Regions from separate parts of the Xenopus laevis genome. Here region 1 is linked to region 2. The links are chromatin contacts, called in public Hi-C maps. All regions are on one chromosome and are shown on one strand. Each heading gives the region's core, a stretch centred on a gene start, on an enhancer-like site or on the middle of the called end of the contact. The rest is flanking DNA. Distances are from core to core; before and after follow the strand shown. Region 1 holds the start of ppp2r3b.L (protein phosphatase 2 regulatory subunit B', beta L homeolog). Region 2 holds the start of plcxd1.L (PI-PLC X domain-containing protein 1).

Region 1 (6,227 bases), core at 2,295-4,794, 140 kb before region 2:
CCCAGCTGGCCAACTCTGACAGAAGAAGGGCACAACTTTGCATTTTTATAGCAGGTATGAAGATTGGGACACTTTTGACAGTAACAGGTGGTGCAGTAAGAGAGTGGGTGGGTGGACGATGGAAGATGCCTTAGGTTGGACTTTAAAGGGCAGATTTGTTAAAGGTCGAGTTGTATTTAACCCAAAAATTTGAGTTTTCAAGGGTATCTTTCAGTCAAAAATAAAATTTTTGGGGTTAAAAAAACCTCAAATTTTTTATACTGAGAAGCTGGAAACAGCTTGAATGCGGAAATACATCATATACTGTAAAACCTGTCAAAGTCATGTAGGAGTCAATGGCAGAGGTCCCTTGAATCATTTGAAGATATTAATAGCCTTCACAATGTTGAGTTTTTTTCAGTGGGTTTCAGATGAAAACTTGATCAATTCAAGCAATTCAAGTTTTTTTTCCCGCAGAAAACTCGATTCATTTGAGTTTTCGGGTTTTTCACCTCAACTTCACCGATTTAAGTTTATCCATTCTAGTTTTTTCTTAAATCAAAAAATTGAGTTGTGCGTTCATTCGAGGTATAAAAAAAACCTCACAAAGCTCTAAAATTAAAATAATCTATTAAGGATTTGCACCATGCCTACCTAAAAATAATTCATCAACAAATATTGTCTAATGGCTACATGTTTAACTCCAGCCACAACCAAAACACCTTTGGTGACACCACACCAAGATTGGGCAAGCAAAGGGCTATTCCTTTTCCCTGCTTACTTATGAGATTAAACCTCATAAAAAAATTAGTAAGTGCAGTGATTCCAGAATAACACATTTTATAGATTTAATTTCATTATAATATTTCATTCTTGTCCATGATACATTCTGCCATTCCCTCCCCTTTGCTATAACACTGTTTTGTAATAGTTACCACAGGCTTGACACAGGGGCCAGGGTGTGGCCAAAAACACTGCCATTTGATGCCTAACATGATTTAAACCATCAAACCATCATCAGGGCTTGCCCCCAATGATTTTTTTAACTTGGGAACCTGACCAGGGCCGGATTTACATAGTGGGCGCCCTTAGGCTCACTACCGTTTGGCACCCCTGTCCCCTCCAGGGGGACAGGAGCAATTCGGATTGGCGCACGGGAAATTTAAAAGTTTTTGTATACCCAGTGATTTTGAACCAATGTGGGTGTGGTTGGGCAGCATGCCGCCTACCTAAAATCCTGCCGCCCTAGGCCCGGGCCAAGGTGGCCTTTCCTCAAATCCGGGCCTGCTTGGGGGCCCTGACCACCATACCTCCCAACTGTCCCTTTCTCGGAGGGACAGTCCCTCTTTTGACAGCTCAACCCGCAGTCCCTCATTTGTACTGGAAAGTCCCTCTTTTCTATGCACTGAACAGCCAGAAAAAGAAACAAAGTTTCTCACTTAATTGGCTTTTAGCAGAGAGCCCAGAACAGCCAACAGGTGCAAATAAGATACTTTGTAACAATTTTGAGACACAAAAACAGTTTCAGATAAGGAGAAATATTTTCAAACTTTCATAACCTGCCAAATTTTGTAAAACAAACATGGTAATTAGGGGGTGTGGCCACAGAAAGTGGTGTGGTCAAAAAATTGCTGCGCTACGTGGCCCTGACCACCAATGGTTTTTTTTAACTTGCAGAGGGGAGTTGGATTGTAAAATTAACTTAAAAATCGGGCTATTTTGTACAAAATATTGGACCTTCTGATGCAACCATGAAAAAGAGTTTAAACCCCAAGATTACATTTGGTCAATAGTCAACCCCAAAATAAAAATTTTCCTAATAAAAGAAAACATAATTCTATACAAATTTTCAATATACATTTATTAAAATGTGTCAGTGCTTTTAAAGGTATTTATAAAACCATTTGATATTTAAAGCAGCATTTGGTTAACACCTGGCTGATACTTTTAAAACAATGTTGCCAAAGTTACCCAGAAAAGACAGGTCTGTTAAAGGGGTTGTTAACCTTCCAAACACTTTTTTCAAGCTCATATGGTTTCAGATTGTTCCCCAGAAATAAAGACTTTTTTCAACTGCTTTCCATTTTTTTATTTTTACCATTTTTCCAAAATCTTTGTTTAGTGTCTCTGTCTCACTGTCTCTCTGTTTAGTATTTCTGTCTCTGCCTTTAAAGGGGTTGTTCACCTTCAAACAACTAGTTGTTTTCAGATAAATCACCAGAAATAACGACTTTTTCCAATTACTTTCTATTTTCTATGCGTCACTGTTTTTCTAATACTGAAGTGTAAAGGGGGAGGGTGGCAGACCCTGTAAACTGTTCTAAAATGATTCATTTAGTTGATATATTTCTAATTTGTCCCTGCTGAGCAGAATCTCTGGGTTTCATTACAGGCAGCTGTTAGAATTGTGATACCATAGTTGTTAATACTCCAGAGATGCTGCTGAGAAATGTATCAACTAAATGTTGCAAAATTGCATGAAAAACAGTTTAGAGTCTGCACCTGAATTACTGAGTTGTCAGACTGAAACACCAGAGACAGGGACATTCAACTTTAATGGGGTTGTTCCATACCTCCCAACTGTCCCTTTTTCGGAGGGACAGACCCTCTTTTGACAGCTCAACCCACAGTCCCTCATTTGTACTGGAAAGTCCCTCTTTTCTCTGCACTGAACAGCCAGAAAAAGAAACAAAGTTTCTCACTTAATTGGCTTTTAGCATAGAGCCCAGAACAGCTAACAGGTGCAAATAAGATACTTTGTAACACATTTGAGACACAAAAACACAGTTTAGATAAGGAGAAATATTTTCAAACTTTCATAACCTGCCAAATTTTGTAAAACAAACATGGTAATTAGGGGGTGTGGTCACAGAAAGGGGTGTGGTCAAAAATTGCTGCGCTACGTGCGGGAAAACATTTTTTGTTCCTCTGTTTACTTCCAAAATGTTGGGAGGTATGGTTGTTCACCTTCCAAACACTTTTTTCAGTTAATTTGTTTTCACCTTGTTCCCAAGTAATAAATACTTTTTTTTTCAATTACTTTCCATTATTTATTTTTTTTTCTCTTTTTCCAAAATCTATTTCTAGAATTGTATCAACTAAATGTATCAGTTTAGACCAGTTTAGAGAGTCGGCGACCCCCCCCCCTCTCCCAGAGCTGCTTTAGATGATGAAAATTACGCTTTGTACTTCTATATTAGAAAAATGGTCTCAATTACAAAATAGAAAGTAATTGGAAAAAGTCTTGAGAACCATAGAGAATTTGTAATGAATATATATGGCAAAATTGCTCAGAATCATGTTTTCTATTATTATGGATTTTTTTTAATTTTTGGGTTAACGTGCCCTTTAAATATCGAGAGCCGAGACGTTGGTGTCAGTGGGAATAAAAAAACAACAAGAAAAGATTAAAAAACATTATAAGCTGACGGCCGTAGCCTGCCATGTCCTACTAGTGTTATTTTTATTTATAACCGAGTACAAATAAAATATTATGTTACGTCTCAAAGGAGGCAAAGTGCCGCGTCACTGCGCTTATATACGTGCAGAGTGACGCAATCTCGCGAGATGACGTCGGGATTTCCTTTCCGGCAGGAGTCAAAGGATTGTATGTTGTTGACTGTGTCGCGGGACGTTTAAGCAGCATTTGGAACTGTGGGCTGTGTTAAGAATATAGGGGCCTTTACCGCGAAGAGCAGAATTTGTGTGGTATGATCAATTTCTAGAATAGGCTTTGCTCTCTTTTTTTTTAATGCTGAAACAAAAAGTGAAATTTGTGGGTTGTTTTTTTTTTTTACTATAAAATATATTCAAAACGTATGATTGTAGGTTCCCTTTATTGTCATTAGAAATGTTGCTTCGTGTGTAAATTCCAGAGTTGGGTTTGTTTAAATTTCTATTGAAGGAAAGCTGACAATATTGTCTATTGGCCTTTAATTGACAATATAATAATTCCTAACCTGGTCCACTTTAAGTAAGGTGAACTTTGAAAACTGTGGGGAAAAGTAAATGGCGGTTCCCAGTTTTTATCTTCCATTTAGAGCAGCAGCGTTGACCTCTCCTCCAAATCATGTCTCTCTCCAACATATATAGAGGCAAAATGTTGGTATAAACTGCAGGTGACATTTTATAACCCTGGGTGCAATGCTTAAAGGAGAATTCAACCCTAATGTTAAAAAACTCCTACCCTACATAGACCCGTCTCCCCAGCCTAAGTGTTCCCCTGGGCAAATGCCCCTAACGTTTTACTTACCCCTTGGTGCAGATTCAGGCATCAGAGTTCATGGGCGTCATCTTCGGAATGAGACTGGCGCTTCTGCAATTTTCATGAGTTTCAGAAAATTGCTCTAACTGTGCATGCGCCGCTATGCTGGTCTCATTCCGAAAATTTCCAAAGAGAAGACGATGGCTGCCGTGAACTCCGATGCTTGAATCTGCACTGAGGGGTAAGTAAAACGTTAGGGGCATTTGCCCAGGGTACCACTTAGGCTGTGGAGGGGGGTCTATGTAGGGTTGGGGTTGAATTCTCCTTTAAGTGTGAGAGAAGTCACAATATCACTTTGTTATTAAGAAACCTAATCTTTTAACTATATGATAATGTTCAAAATAGATGTTTACAAATGCATTCAGTAGTTCAGTCAAGTAAAACACAGATTGACTATTGAAGTCATCAAATCTTGCAGTTTCACTAACATTTTCACGTTTATGTTTTAGGTTCCAATACTTTCAGAAACTCCTCAGTCATGCCGACCACAACCGTTTTAAAGCCTGTTTTAAAAATGAAAGTGGATGAATTATTCTTACGTTGGCTTAGTGAGACCCCAACACAGTTGCTCCTCAATGATTACTTAAGACGAATAAAAAATGGGGAGAAAATTCTGCCGGAAACTGATGACTACGGGACAAAGGAAATATCTAGCAAAAGTACTTTGCATTCGGTTCATAAAGCACTAGATAACTTGTCACTGTCTCCCCAGTCCGCTCTCCCACCTGGTTCTTATGGAAGTCCAAGGAGTGGACTTACTCCTAGAAAACGTCGATCTAGTAGCGTAGGGGTGGTAAGTGTTCAAATAATGTGTTCTTTATTAATTAGTCTGTTCTAGACTTAAGCACTTAAGCAGACTTAAGTGTAAGACACAGCAATACAATTGTATTAAATATAGTTAAAAATTCTATGATTTCTGATTACTGGAGACCCAGAGCTCTATTGAACAGTTTGTGTTTGCTATCAAGTTTGTATATGTAGAGTTGTTTACATGATCTATAGAAGTAGAGTAGTATAAAATTGTATATGTTTTTGCCATAAATTAGCTCATTTGTAGGAGATGGGAAATACAGATTTGAAAGAACCCCAATTCAATAGTTGTACTCCTATGATAGATTTAGCAAAAAGTGCACTGACGAAGGAAATAAGAAGGGCCATGTCCCCATTTTGATCACCTTTTACAGGTGTTCCTAACATAGGCATGCCTGTATGCGTAGTATAGTTATATTAAAAGTCTGAAGAGGGATGCCTGGAAAAAGTAAAGATGGCAATGCTATTTTTTTTTTTTTTAGGCCAGTGTCTAAAAGGAGCTCCTGTTCAGAGAAAAAAGCTAGCTTTTACTGGGGCTGTATTGAATATATTTGTAATCCCCCCCCCCTTGTCATTTTAATTGGACTCCTTCACATTTAATAGAGTTTCTGCAAATATAAAAGTAAATACTACAAATTAAAATAATTCACTGCACGTAAATTCACTGAATTTGATTATCTGCAACATTTTTTAAGTGTATCAGCCTTGTACCTGACAAAGGATTGTGCTCTTCAGCCCAAAGAAATGTCATTTGTAAATGTTTTGGTTTCTCTTTTGAAATAGCAGACTCTGGCACAATGTAAGAAAAAAAGCATTAAAGGAGAAGGAAATGTATTATCACTGGGTGATGCCAAATTTAAGGCACCCTGCAGTGATTATAATTGTTTAACTTAGCGCTCAGCTGGGTGCCTCTCTTGTCTTAAAACTGGCCTGGGTATTTCTGTAAGAGCTCATTTGTCACAATCGTCTTTCACTTCTTTCTTGTTTTTCTTCAGGTGTGGGCAAGTGCATGCATAGTAGACCGCAAAACCGAGCCTTTTGCATCTAAATTAAGTTTTTCACTCTATTGCGCATGCTCCTTCCCAGACCGAAACAAAGAGGGGATGGAAGCAGTCTAAGAAGATGGGTGACATAATGATTTTCTACAGAAATACCCTAGGCCAGTGCAGTCTTA
Region 2 (6,426 bases), core at 2,739-5,238:
GCCCCACATTTTGTAACGTATCAGCATAAAACATCCTAAATATGAACGACAGGGGTCTACTGAACACTTTGATGCCCAATATGCATAGATATACCAAACTATGTGGCGCACAGAGACCCACAAATGGATATATAGTAGATAAAATTTACATAGGCAAAACAAACTAACACAGAACAGTGTGAAATGCAAATAAATCACCAAAAACTAATAAAACCACAAAAATCAATGCTTTTTTTTTTCACACTAGTGTAATCGGCCACCAGAATTACCGTTTGAATATTTTAGCTGGGCCAAATCGATTATACGGACAGAAACAAGTGAACAACACAAATGCACAGCTGAAAATGCAATAAAATGGCTAAAAATTCAATAAAATGGCTAAAAATGCACCAAAATACCCAAAATTGCAATATAACCACCAAAATAACATACAAAAGCTATTGCACAGTACGGTTAGCGAATACGCTATTCGGAACGGCAATAAAACATTTTTTTTAGCCCAAAAAGAGACGATGCGATAAGAAAAAAAAAAAGCCACAAAGCCATATATGTACATATGCGTGTGCACAACGGGTAAATTGCATGTTATTTGCACGTGTGCGCGTGTGCAAGTGTACATGGGTGCTGTGAGTGTGTGTGACCCCCCCAATCCCCAAAAATCTATGTGTGAGTGTGTGTAAGTGTGAATGTAAGTGTATATTACTGTAATAAGTGTGTGTTGGTGTGTTTGTGTGTTTTTGTGTGTGTAAATGTTACACTTACCTGGGGTAGATGCTTCAGATCGTTGATAAAGGGTCCCACGCAGCAGATCTCCAGCTCCAACGGTCAGCAGCCATGGGGGGGCGGAGCTGGGCGGAAGTGCAGTGCAGGCAGCAGCAGGACGCATAGGAAACGCGTCCCTGCTGCTGCTTTGGGGCCCCTGGGCGATCGCGCCCCAGGGGCCACACGATCCCCTGCTCTGCTCGTTGTCTAGGGGCAGGGGATCGTGAAGGAACGGAGCGAGCGGCTCTAACAGCCGCTCCTCCGCTCGCAAACCCGGAAGTGCTGCAGAACGTAGAATCTACGATCTGTGGCACTTTGGTCCTTTGATCCACAGAACGTAGATTCTACGTTCTGTGGCACTTAAAGGGTTAATGAATAATTATTTCATGAAAGCCTGAAAAAATAAGGTAAAATGTTGTTATAATGGTTTTGTTTTCTAAAGTTGTTTCACTTGCTTTATCATGCCAGATTTTGCCAGGAGGCACTGTTAAAGCCATGGAAATGGATCAAGGAGTCAGGTAATATATCTTTCCATAGAACACAACTGAGCAGACTTTTTGACATGTAAAGGTCAGACCACACTACAAATGTTACATTGAAATGCAGTGAAAAGCTCCTCCCAAAATAGTCGACTCTTCATTTTATTGCGCAGTAAACATGCAACTATATCACAGACATTTAATAAATAATGTATCAGTTAATGCAGGGATCCCCAACCTTTTGAACCCGTGAGCAACATTCAGAAGTAAAAGGAGTTGGGGAGCAACACTTACATGAAAAATGTTCTTGGGCTGCCAAATAAGTGCTGTGATTGGCCATTTGATAGTCTCAATGTGGATTGTCCACCTCCATTGAGACTCTGTTTGACAGTACACCTCGTTTTATACAACCAAAACTTGCCTCCAAGCCTGGAATTCATAAATAAGCACCTGAAGCTAATACATTTTGAGGCAACTGGGAGCAACATCCAAGGGGTTGGAGAGCAACATGTTGCTCACGAGCTACTGGTTGGGGAGTTAATGGTTGGGAGTTAATGTATCAAATTAAACACCATAAGGTAATAAATGGTTAAAAATAAGAAGCAGCTGAGAATTCTCAGTATTTCTGGCATGGAAAGTGTAATCTATGCAATCTATGGTGAGCTAGAAGCCCATTTACTTCTGACCATAGGGCATACTGTATATACAGTAGTTAAGTGTGATTTTCTCCTTCTATAACTATGAAAATGTCTGTATGAATTTGTCAGACGTTTCTTCATGGTGACATCACATATTCATTGAAAATCATAATTGTGCCATTGTGAGCATAAATACTTTAAATAGCTATGCAAGTGTATCCCCCCCTCAATCAGACAGTGATGGGCAAAATATGCCAGTGCATTAACACCATAAAGCAATGATGTATGATTATTATTAATTTGAAAGATATGAAGCAGATAATGAGATACTAAAGTGGCCACTGCATCTCTATAATGGTAGTTTGCAGCCTGGACCTGCCAAAATGACTTTTGCAGAAAAAAATACATTGTTGATATTTTGGCATATTTTCAAGTAGTGCTATTGCACCTAGCAAAACAACCAAGGTAAATACACTATAATCTTTTTGTAAATTGCCAGTGTTTTGGCAAATTTTCATTTTTGGTGAAGGTTTGTCAAATTTGACATTTTGTGCCCTATGTTTCCCTGTGAGGCCTACTGCACTCTCATAATTATTAACTACACCAATTCAATTCTATAAATCTCTCAGTAATCATATTCTGCACCGAACAAAGGGTGAGTGTTACTGATTAACTCATTGCAGTCTTTGGATCTGATTTCCTATGAGACTAGTCAATAATACTGTATAAGCCTTGCAATGTGAGAAGACTCATAGCTGGGATTTGACTTTTTAACAAAGCCCTGGAATGTGGTACAACTGGGTCATAACAAGGAAGTTTACAATCAAAATAAAATACACACAAGCGTCCATTTTCTCACAATCCACCACACTTGCCTTTACGATTTTTAAAATGTGGAAGCAAACAGGAATACCTCAGACAAACTCCACTCACACAGGATCATGGAGATGGTTGTAAAATCTGCAGTTCTAGGGCAGTACTATAATTGCTGTTGGTATTTACTGCAGTCCAGGAATTTGCACTAGAACTGTCCCTGTTTGATCAAGTGATCTGACTCTGCTCAGTGGCAGAATTTTGCAAGGGGTTTATGAATAGTGTGCATTCATGTTTGTCCCGCAGCAGGTGCAGTAAAAGTGCATCCCTTTAGATGTTGCACAGTTACGTATTGCAGCATCACGTTATAGCCACTTATAAATAATAGAGGAGTGATCAGTGCTGTAAGTTAGGTTTCCATATGGCTGGTAAAAATTGTATTTTAAGCCAAAAAGACAGATAACAAATATAATAGTGGCATTATTTTTACCAGAAATAGTGTGTACAGCTCCCACATACTATTCTGATATTCCCTGTGACACCTGTGCACTTTCATTCAGATATATATATATGTTAGGGGTATATTCTCTCTCTTGCAATATATATATATGTATGGCACAGGGTGTTTATGCTGATCCCTCTTGTATTATACTTACTAGGCTCAATAATGGCAGAGAAAGCAAGTGCTGATACATTATTTATTAAGAGAGAGAGAGAGTGTGTGTGTGTGTGACCCCATCATTGCTGCTCTTACTTATTTTATCTTGCAGTAGCCTTCACTACTATACTATTATTACTATTTTCCATTGCGTTCCCCACCCCCGCTCACCTACATAAAGTGGCAGCCTTGTCCTCCCCGCAGTGTCACAGTACATGTGCCGGTGGATTGCGGCTGCCCACAGAGGAGCTCATATGCTGCCCCTGGGATGCCATCCTCTGCGCTTCACAACGTCCCCTGTCCGAGTGCCAGCCTGTCAGATTCTGCGCTCATTGGCTGCCCGGCTGAGGTCTCTTGCTAGTGGTCAGCTCCCTGAAACCGTGACGTCGTCTTCATATGTCACGTGACTTTTCTGCATTCCCTGCATTTTTCTGCATTCCCTGTGGGGAAGTTGCGGGTACTTACCTGCATTGTTAGTTCACAGAGACTTCCATGCTTTTTCACCACAGGACTGTTGAAGTGCCTTGCTATATTTTTCAGGAGTCAGAATTGACAATTGCATTCACAGGCAAATACTGTCTTCTGTAGAAAATGTGTTACCCATAACATAATTGAAACTATTAATATAATACACTTTTAAGGACCTAACACCCCCACAGTTTTAAACTATGTTGGATCCATAATGCCCAGTCACCACACCGTTGCCTGACTCCTAAATTAAAACATTGTTTTTAGAATATACAAAAGAAAAAAAAAGTCCTTACAGGAAGACTATAATACATATAAGCTAAAGACTGATATGCACAGAGATACAGTTCTGGTACCTCATGTCTGTTTTGTTTTCACTTAAATGTTTATTAATTGGCACTTACATACATGTAGGGCATAGGAATAGGAATAGATTTTATACTTATACAATGTATGGAGCCACCTTTTCTGGAAAAACTGTGCAAGTCAAGGCAAGATCTGGATGACTAAGAAAGCTTTCAGAAAATAACTGCTGGCAAGTAAAGCAAAGGCAAAGCCGCATATGACTAAAAAGGACCTGGAGAATATCTTGGCTGACACAAGAGTGGCGGAATTGTATGGGGAACGAATGCACCCAGGCCTGCACCTTCTCAGGCACCTCTGGAGCCTTACACGTGTGAATGTGAAGTGAAGAGTGTCTGGAGGGGGGACAGGACTAGCGGCCTGGCTGCATGTCCTGCACCCGGGCCCCGTCACTGATAAAGAGTAATGTAGTTGCACGGTACAGCATTACTTGCACAACCATGATCTGCATGGAATAGTCACCAGTAAGAACCCTTATCTTTGACCTCAAAGGCAAAAATCTCTACAACAAGAATTAACCCTTAGCTGACTTACTATGGTCTTCAAACTTTTGTATGTCACAATTACTACTCTTTGTTGCTGAGTTTTGAAACACAGTGTAACTGTGCATTAACATTTGCAAATTGTTGTTTAACTCACTAATAGGTGGTTCATTATTTATCTTACAAAATCAACTGAAGATGTCATTTGGCAATGACAGGAGTGTACAAACGTTTGCTTTGTACAGTATTTACATTTCAGGATTTCCTTGAAGAACACTTATGCTTTGATTGTTGCTAAAATAATTTCTATGGGCAGATGTACAGATGAACAGATGTATAAAAAGCAATGAAACTTTCTTTCATATAATTTAGGGGTTTTCTGAAATTGAGAGTTTTTAAAACATAATTACTGGATAACAGATGATATACCTGTATAAATATTGGTGTTCTTTGTGAAAGGAATTGTTCAGTGTAAAAATAAAAACTGGGTAAATGGATAGGCTGTGCAAAATAAAAAAATGTTTCCAATATAGTTAGCTAGGCAAAAATGTAATGTATAAAGGCTGGAGTGACTGGATGTCTAACCTAATAGCCAGAACACTACTTCCTGCTTTTCAGCTCTCTTGGTTTACACTGACTGGTTACCCTGGTTAAGTAACCAATCAGAGACTTGAGGGGAGGCCACATGGGCCATATCTGTTGCTTTTGAATCTGAGCTGAATGCTGAGGGTCAATTACAAACTCACTGAACAGATATGTACCATGTAGCCCCCCTTCAAGTCACTGACTAACTCAGAGTTAGAGAGCTGAAAAGCAGGAAGTAGTGTTCTGGCTATTATGTTAGGCGTCCAGTCACTCCACCCTTTATACATTACATTTTTGCCTAACTAACTATATTAGAAACATTTTTTTATTTTGCACAGCCTATCTATTTACCCAGTTTTTATTTTCACACTGAATTCTTCCTTTAAATTGCCAGTGTCAGTTTGCAGGGAAATGAGTAGGTTTGTAAGAAACTTTTATTACAAGTGGCTAAGGCAGTATTTCTGGTATAGTGAGTAAAGCATTTGGCAACTGCACAAAAATACTGGCAAAGGTGCACACACACAGCCCAGACACACTAAGGTGAAACAGGGAAATAAAAAAATGCTTTACACATTAGAAGTAAAAAAAAACCAGATGGTTTTATTAAGAGATGTAAGAGATGTGCTATATATTTGAGGTCAGAAGAGTCAGCACTAACATGGGAGGTCTGTAGATAAAGCTAATAGAATTTCTACATTCTCCGATGTTGCCTGGAACACTGAGAGCTCTTAATTAACCAGCAAATGCAGTTGGTGCGATTCCTTTTACTCCAAGTCCAGTAATCTGCAAAAAACAAAGTCATTATAGTTACCAGGGTTATAGTATATAAGAAGAAAGACAAAAGACATGTGCCCTCTACCCATCCCATAACTTGAGCATCATTTAGACATGCCAGATTGGTTTAGCTTTTTATCCAGCAGATCTCCAGTTTGGAATTTCCGCAACCTGGTTGCTAGGGTCCAAATTACCCTAGCAACTAGGGATGCACCGAATCCACTATTTTAGATCTGGCCAAACCCCAGAATCCTTTGTGAAAGATTTGCCCGAATACTGAGCCGTATACTCATTTGCATATGCAAATTAGGGGTGGGAAGGGGAAAACATTTTTACTTCCTTGTTTTGTGACAAAAAGTCACACGATTTCCCTCCCTGTCCCTATTTTGCATATGAAAATTAGG

What was found. A called contact is a pair of places that touch in the nucleus more often than the background predicts.
Region 1: a Hi-C map of the XTC cell line shows a contact between it and region 2, with 3 times the contacts expected there. The contact joins the promoter of ppp2r3b.L here to the promoter of plcxd1.L in region 2. A contact is called at or near these places in 2 of 4 Hi-C or Micro-C datasets (the XL177 cell line and the XTC cell line).

Annotation. Positions count from the first base shown.
Region 1 is chr2L:119,700,622-119,706,848 of Xenopus_laevis_v10.1, reverse strand. It overlaps ppp2r3b.L (protein phosphatase 2 regulatory subunit B', beta L homeolog), which reads left to right and starts at 3,544. Exons shown (of 18, transcript NM_001089156.1): 1 at 3,544-3,687; 2 at 4,693-5,036. The coding sequence starts at 4,722.
Region 2 is chr2L:119,558,055-119,564,480 of Xenopus_laevis_v10.1, reverse strand. plcxd1.L (PI-PLC X domain-containing protein 1) reads right to left here and starts at 3,988. Exons shown (of 7, transcript XM_018247146.2): 1 at 3,526-3,988. It overlaps rgn.L (regucalcin L homeolog), which reads right to left. Exons shown (of 7, transcript NM_001085655.1): 7 at 5,825-6,031. The coding sequence ends at 5,981.